Regions from separate parts of the Mus musculus genome. Here region 2 is linked to region 1. The links are chromatin contacts, called in public HiChIP or PLAC-seq maps. All regions are on one chromosome and are shown on one strand. Each heading gives the region's core, a stretch centred on a gene start, on an enhancer-like site or on the middle of the called end of the contact. The rest is flanking DNA. Distances are from core to core; before and after follow the strand shown.

Region 1 (3,481 bases), core at 178-2,677:
CTAATTTAGAGTAGTGGAGTTCTGAGCTACTAGGAGTGAAACTGAGATAAAAACAGAGTTTCTTGCAAGGAAAAAAAGATAACCTGGGTTATTTATATACACAACTTTAATGGGAAGTGGGAATTAGGCCGAGGGGGGAAAAATCCATCTTTTATTTTACCTTGCAAAATGGAAGTATGGGTGGTGTATCAATTATTTCTACTCAAGTGCTTATTGTTCATATTTATATAATGATTTGCAATAATCTAGACCAGTTTGCAGGTGCTAAGAGGAAGGCAGAACTAAAATCCACCATGAACAGAACATATGTTTTCCAAATGGCATGGACTGAGTTTCTAGCCATTAAAAGGTACTAGGTACTCTAATATGTTTGTAGCAACACTGAGGAACAACAAACAGGTTAAATGTGTAATTTACTGCCTGCTAACATTGAACTTCCTGGGCAGCATATGGTTTTAATGCAATCTTAAAGTAGTTTCCCCCCTTGAATATAAAGGACTAGGATTTTGCTTTCAGGAGGCCAAAGAAAGAGACTGAAGTCACTTAGAGAAGAGTAAAAGATTTAGTGTACTGAGCCATTAGTGCTGTAGAGGACACTGGGTTTGATCTTTATTCCCTTCTGGAAGATCATTAACTCTTTTAGACATTTAGCAAATAACCTCTTCCAAGGCTTAGAAGAGTTTATACACTTCCCTAAGAGGGCATTTTGCGGCTTCCCTGTTTCTGTGATAGATATTTATTGAAGCTTCTGTTTGTTGATTTTTAAAAGGAAGTTAAGCTGTAAGGTACCTTGATAATTCTACACAGTAAATCTACTTTCAAGGCATAAAACTAGATATTCTAAACACTGGGAATGCATGTCTACTCATGGACCTCTGTACAAGTTTGTTCTTAGCTAGAAGAGATCCTACTGGTGAGAAGGAGACACATTTTAGCTTAGGGACAGTGTAAACCCATGAGCATCTATCAAAGAAGAAAGCAAACAGCTTTTTTTTGGAATAATAAATTTGAACCATCAAGAAGCGCAGCTTAATTCAAGTTCTAATTCATCTGTATCATGCCACAAGCACTTAAAAAAAAAGTATTAGACTGGGCAGTAAACCACAAAGATAGAGTATCAATCTTTAGCAGTTCTTAGTTGTTGGTCCTTTGTTTTGTTTGGAAACAAAGAGAAACTTAATAAATCTCACTAGACAATTTCTTAAGTAGCTGTGACCATTTTCTCCTGAGTAAAATACACTGTTTCAAGGAATAAAATAAAATGTACATTTCCAGATGTCTTGGTCAAAGTATTTGCTTAAAGATGGTGACATATTTCCCCCATCAGCAAACACTGACTGAATCTTTCCACATGTTAGGCACTCCTGGCCTCACCAGGAGCGCCACTGACCTCGAGTAGCTCAGGTTTATTGAGTGAGACACTCTTGTAAACAAGTTAGCAAGAGCAGTAAGGGCTAGGGAGGGGGAGGGGCTGGCCCACATTCCTGTTAGTTAGCACTTGTTTTCTACTTCCTTGGAAGTTGCATGTTAGTCATTTTCATGCAGCACTTCAGCAGACATCGATAGTTTCTGTCTGCTAATTTTCTTACAGCCACCCCTCTATTTGTGTTTTGTTTTCCTTCACTGATCTAATCCAGATGGAACTTGCCTTACTTTCACTGTTACCTTTCCAAAGGAGGGGAGTACAAAGAGGCAGTGAAGGACATCACATTCTTCTGCCTCTGACTTCTCACTACTAGATGGATGGTCTCCCCAAAGTCCTCCTAATGTGTTCTCCTAACCATGCCTTACTGTCTCTCTATTAGTCCCCTTGCTATCAAGATACACTGGGCAAATGCAAGATACCAATCTAATGCCAGGCTGAGTCTTTACTGAAACAGTACTATTTTTGTTTGCTGCTGATTTGCCCTGTGAGTAGAGGTATTCAATAACCAACTTTAATGAAGAAATAACCCGTAAAAGAAGCCAAATGCAGGAGGAGAAAGTTCTATGAAGTGAAGAAATGAAGGAAGAGTAAGATGATGCAGAGGTCAACTACCAGGGTGGTGTCAGTAAATCCTCATGTGTAGCCACTCTTCAAATATGTGTCTCTTGGTTTGTCTCTTGTAAGAGCCAAGTGACAATGCGGTACAAGTAAAAGGGGTCACTCTTGCTGCAACTATTTTAAGTTAGATTTATTTATTTTAAAGGACAGTGTAGCTAAATAAATAGTTACCTTGTTTAAGGCTCTGTAGAAAGAAAATAAAATATTAACAACTGTTAATGCTTTTCTAAGCTCTCTGCTAGAACAAGAAACTATATTTTATGATCTTCAAAGGAAGGTTGCTATTTAATAGTTACCTAGGTCTTGGGTCAGAGGCTTTTCTCTAAGTAGAATCTAAATAATAATTATACAATGGAATATTTATCAGAATATTGTTTTAAAATCCATCATCTGAATATTTGCTATCATTCTAGAAAGTAAACCAGTTTCTGCGAGGTTTGAGGTTGTTCAAGAGGTGTCTAAGTAAGCTGTTCAAATCCTCCTCTATATATGAAAGCCTCACTTACTGTCCTGAGAGGTGTCTCTTCTACAACACCAGGAAAGCAGTTAACACAGCAGACCTGAAAGGGTTAATGCACTTTCCTCAAGTACCCAGCTTACTCCTGGGGAGTAGCTTACACCGTGGGAGAATCTAGGTCAATGTGCATGACTGAAAATAGCTTAACAGTGAATCCAATATGAATTGAAAAAATAATGAGATGAGATCTTAGCGATGAGATACCCCAACTGGGCTGATATTAGGTTTGAAAATCCAGCGTCTTAGGTCTGGAAATGTGCACTGCTCTGACAGCGTTTTCTCTCCTAGCCTGACTGCTCTGTTTTAAAGGAGGATTGGCTACTTAGATCCAAGCTCAGCCAAACAGGCTACCAGGAAGACCAAGACCTTTACTCTGTAAGCAGGGAAGATTATTGCTTAGAGAAGAAACAAAAATCCCTAAGTAACTGATGATATTACATCACTAGGCAATTGTAGTGTTTGTTTGGGATTTTTATTATTACCTCTAAAATCTATTGCATCCATGAAGATTAAAAATTTGAATGGGAAAAGAAAACACTCGATACTTTTACCACCCTCCATTTTTTCTAAACTCAAAAATCTTATAGGCATACATTATTATTTGGGAGGAAAAGGTGGCTTCAGATTGCTCTGATGATCAATTTGAAACAAAGTTTTAAAGTATTTTAAAATTCAATATAATATTTTAATAAGTTTGAGAACTTCATGTTATATGCAATGTATTTTAATCCTATTCATCAAGTATATCTCCTTCTAATAGCTTCATGTTCCACTGACCCCAGTTTCATGTCCTGTACACATTGTTTCTGTTCTACTGAGACAATTTTGTATTGTCTACTTCTTCACAATTGTGGGTATATCTGTTGGAACATGATAGAGTAGGAGTGGTGAAACCCCCCTCCCCCAAAATATTCACTCCT
Region 2 (3,482 bases), core at 613-3,112, 220 kb before region 1:
ATACAGTTCTTCTGCTTCGTTTCCAATCCTAGTTAAAAAAAAAAAATCCAGAAATCTATTCTAAATAGAAATCTAATTCTTAACAAACATTATTTTTGATATCCAGTTCTCTTTTCTTTTTAATTGTCATCTGCCCAGATTTAACCATTTAATTTATTGTGATAAGTGCATCTATTGAGATGCAAGAAAATCTCAAATGAAGAAAGAAATGAATTTCTAAGTATATGTTTGGCCTTTTATGAGAGCTGGAGTTTTGTCTATTAAAGCTCCAGCCTAGAAGCTAGCAGACATACGGACAGACATGCGGACAGTGAGGAAGGACATTCTTCCTAAACAAGTGTATTTTCTGCTCCAACCTTCAAAGTAACATTTTCAGCTAGATGGCCTCCTGGTCGAATACATAATTTGCCTCTTGCATTCTCAGCTTAGTTGAAATATAGAGGACTGGACATCCAGCAGGCCAAAGTATAAACTCACCATTTATCTATTAAAGTCATATTTAATGAAAATGAAGAGAAATTATTGCCCAACTCTCTCTTTCTCTCATTACAATTCCTTAAGAACTTTGCCGGGCACATTATCTCGTAGACATCATGATCAAATGTTATTGTTTGCTTTATTATCTCAGTTGGATGGTTGGCTAGTCTAGGATGAAATAGGTTGAAGGCAATCCTCTCAGCCCAGAAGTCTGAATGAGGTTCCCATTCAAATGATCCTGATTGTTTGGGGGTGGGGCGGGGTGATTAGTAAACCAACTGAGCTTACACTGCATAGTAAGCGTCTGGATGCAGCACATTTACATCTAACAAGAGACCCCAGAAAACGTGTGTGTGTTTCTTAAACCTTATGTTGCGAACAAAAGGCTATCTCAGCCACAGACAATCAGCACGGCACTGCTCCCTGGGATGCGAGCCACACACTCAACTGCACATTTCATTCTTCCTCAGCTCCCAGCACCACAAAGCCCCGACTCTCTTCCTTCTCCTGGGTCCCCAGATTGCTCCATAGCGGGGGGCTGGGAAAGCTGAAGCCCCAGGTCTCTGCCTGCGCACCAACAGCCCTCACCGTGGGCCCCCGGGCGCTGCTCTCCCCTGCCCGAGCCGCCTGGGGGAGGTAGGGAGGGGAGCCGGGGGAGCTTGAGAGGGGACCGCACACCTAGATACTTAGGGTTTTTATTTATTCCCGGGGAGGTGGAGGCGGTGAAGTGGGTTCAAGCTGATCTGCCTCCCCAACTTGCCTCTCCCTAGCAGATAAAGTCATTTTCGGACTGGTGCGGGGAGCCTCGGGGATAGGGGACGTCCCGGCTCCACGTCCCGGTCCCCGTCCCGTGCGCGCAGCAGCAGGGAGGGCTGGCCAGGCTACGGTGGTGACCGGAGGACCGGGGAGGGGCCCTCAGGGACGCGCGATCGCGCGTGGACAGCGGGGCTCGCTTCCCCCGGGGGCGTCGCTCCCCGCGCGCGGGCTGGGCCGGGCTCCGCGTCCCCGCGCGCCGGCATGACCTCGGGGCCCCCTCCGGGCCGCGGGAGCGCAGCTGTGAGGCTGGGCGGCCGCCGAGGCCCGGGCCGTGTAACATGACCCGGCGGCCGGCCATTGCGCCCTCCCTGTCCGCCCGCGGCCGGGCGCCGCTCGCCGCCTCCCGCCTCCGCTCCCCCTGCAGTCCCGGCCCGCGCCGCCGCTCCCTCCCGGGGCTCCCGGCCCGCCGCGCTCCAACGCCCGCCTCTCGCCACTGCCTCCCGACGCCCGGCCGCGCGGCCGCCTGCGTCTCTTTCTCCCTCTCTCCTTTGAAAACTGATCTTTGGCTCTTAGTGTGAAAGTGATTTGAATTTGGCTCGGCGGCGCTCTGCGCCTGCGCTCAGCCTCTGGCATGCTGGCTCCTTCCAAGCAGCTGTTTTGGGTTTGAAATTCCAACATGGCAGAGGCTGCAGTCCGTCTTCCCTTCAAAAACTTGGAATGATTTCAAATCATAGGCACCTTCACTTAACCCTAGCTTCCATTCATCAGCAAACACATCGGATCGATGCTACGCTAACCTATCGGGAGCTCGCTCTGCGCGTCCAGGTAAGGAGAGCTTCGTAGTTTTTTACCATCTGTTTAAATTTTTTGTTTTTGTTTTATTTTTAAAGAATATAGATAGATCCAAGACCTGTAGTGAGAAGAGGTCTCAGAGTTGTGCCGTAAACAGTAAATTTAATTTGCATTCGTTTCTATTTTGTACGCCAACCTGCTGTCTAATTTCTCTGTACAAAGTAGCCCTGAAACATTATGATGCATATTTCTGCAGCTTAATCGTTATAACAATAGTATGGGATTAAGAGTTCGTGACTGCAAGAATCTCGCTTTTCGCGATATTGGGCTTACTCACTACTATCTTTTTACCTCAAAAAATAAAAAAAATAAAATAAGAAAGCGGAGCCATAGGGTGGGGCTAGACTTTCTTCGGGAACTAACTTCTAAGTAAATAAGAAGTGTAAATAAGAATCTTGCACACACACAAAAAGTTGAGGTTAAATTACAATCTCGTGGCTGGGGGATCGAGAAAAATGTCAGAGGATCGGTTGCAGAAAACTGTAAGCACATCATGCGGGAGGGGGTACAGCGTGGTGGGCGTATTGTTGGCAAGGAACGGGAGAGAAAGATGTATAATTTAATGGTATATACAATCCACTGATCCTATTACCGTCCTCCCCGGAGCTCTTGTTAGTTTCAATGGGAGTGAGTGAAATTGACATGGACTTGTATTCCCGGTCATGTGCTTTTTTTCCTTTCTTTCTTCTCCTGTGATCTGAGATCCCCTTTTTGTTGATGTTGCTTTCCCCCTTAATTATATGCATGTAGGTTAAATGAATACCTGACGAAAGGGCCCACGTTTCAAGGCAGTGACATTTGATAGCTGAGAGGAAAAGTGGCTTTAATGAAAAGCAACCTTTGGAATTCCTGCTTGTGAGAAATCCAATTCAGCTTTTTGTGCTACCAGCAAGAAATGATCAGTAGCACCAGTGTTTATGGTATGTCAGTTTTGGAATTTACTTCCTTTGCATTTAAATAGGGAAGACAAATTAAATAGCATGATAAAAACCATTGGAGGCTGCTTGGGAACCAGATGCTCATGATGTCCAATTCTTTTTAAACATGTCTATGTCTGTTTATTTTAATCTGTCACTGTGCTTTTTTTTTTTTTTTTGTATTTGCTTTCACTTCTTTATGCATTTCAGTTTTTATTAATATGTTATTTGCGGACACTTTCATTGGCTTTAGCTCTAATCTTGAAGTTGCATGTTTCTATTAATGCTCTCAACAGGGGTGAAGTCAAATGGTATGTAAATTAGTTAAACTCGGGGTGGGATTTTTGTTGTTGTTGTTGTTTTGGGGTGGGGGTTAGGTGGATGGAGAGGGTGGGAGTGTGGGGCAAAGACTGCTAAGTAATGAAAGTGTTTATACATATATCCATATATATGTACACACACAGGACTGGATGGAATTTT

Evidence for each region. HiChIP or PLAC-seq counts read pairs in DNA pulled down with a chosen protein or histone mark.
Region 2: a contact with region 1 is called in an H3K4me3 HiChIP or PLAC-seq map of embryonic limb bud, with 2.6 times the contacts expected there. The contact joins the promoter of Fign here to the enhancer-like site in region 1. A contact is called at or near these places in 3 of 39 promoter capture datasets (liver and maxillary cranial neural crest), 2 of 484 Hi-C or Micro-C datasets (cranial neural crest and nephron progenitors), 2 of 115 datasets of contacts at active chromatin or transcription factors (embryonic limb bud and embryonic stem cells) and 2 of 9 other capture datasets (adipose tissue and liver).

What each region holds. Positions count from the first base shown.
Region 1 is chr2:63,874,522-63,878,002 of GRCm38.p6, reverse strand. No RefSeq gene overlaps it. Among named protein-coding and RNA genes, the nearest start is that of Fign, 220 kb to the left of the region's middle. Within about 2 kb of position 1,427, at least 22 of the 459 cell types and tissues checked have an H3K27ac peak or open chromatin away from gene starts, as enhancers often do. A contact at or near this core is called in embryonic limb bud, where this site is marked.
Region 2 is chr2:64,096,418-64,099,899 of GRCm38.p6, reverse strand. It overlaps Fign (fidgetin), which reads left to right and starts at 1,862. Exons shown (of 4, transcript NM_001267846.1): 1 at 1,862-2,058; 2 at 2,836-3,005.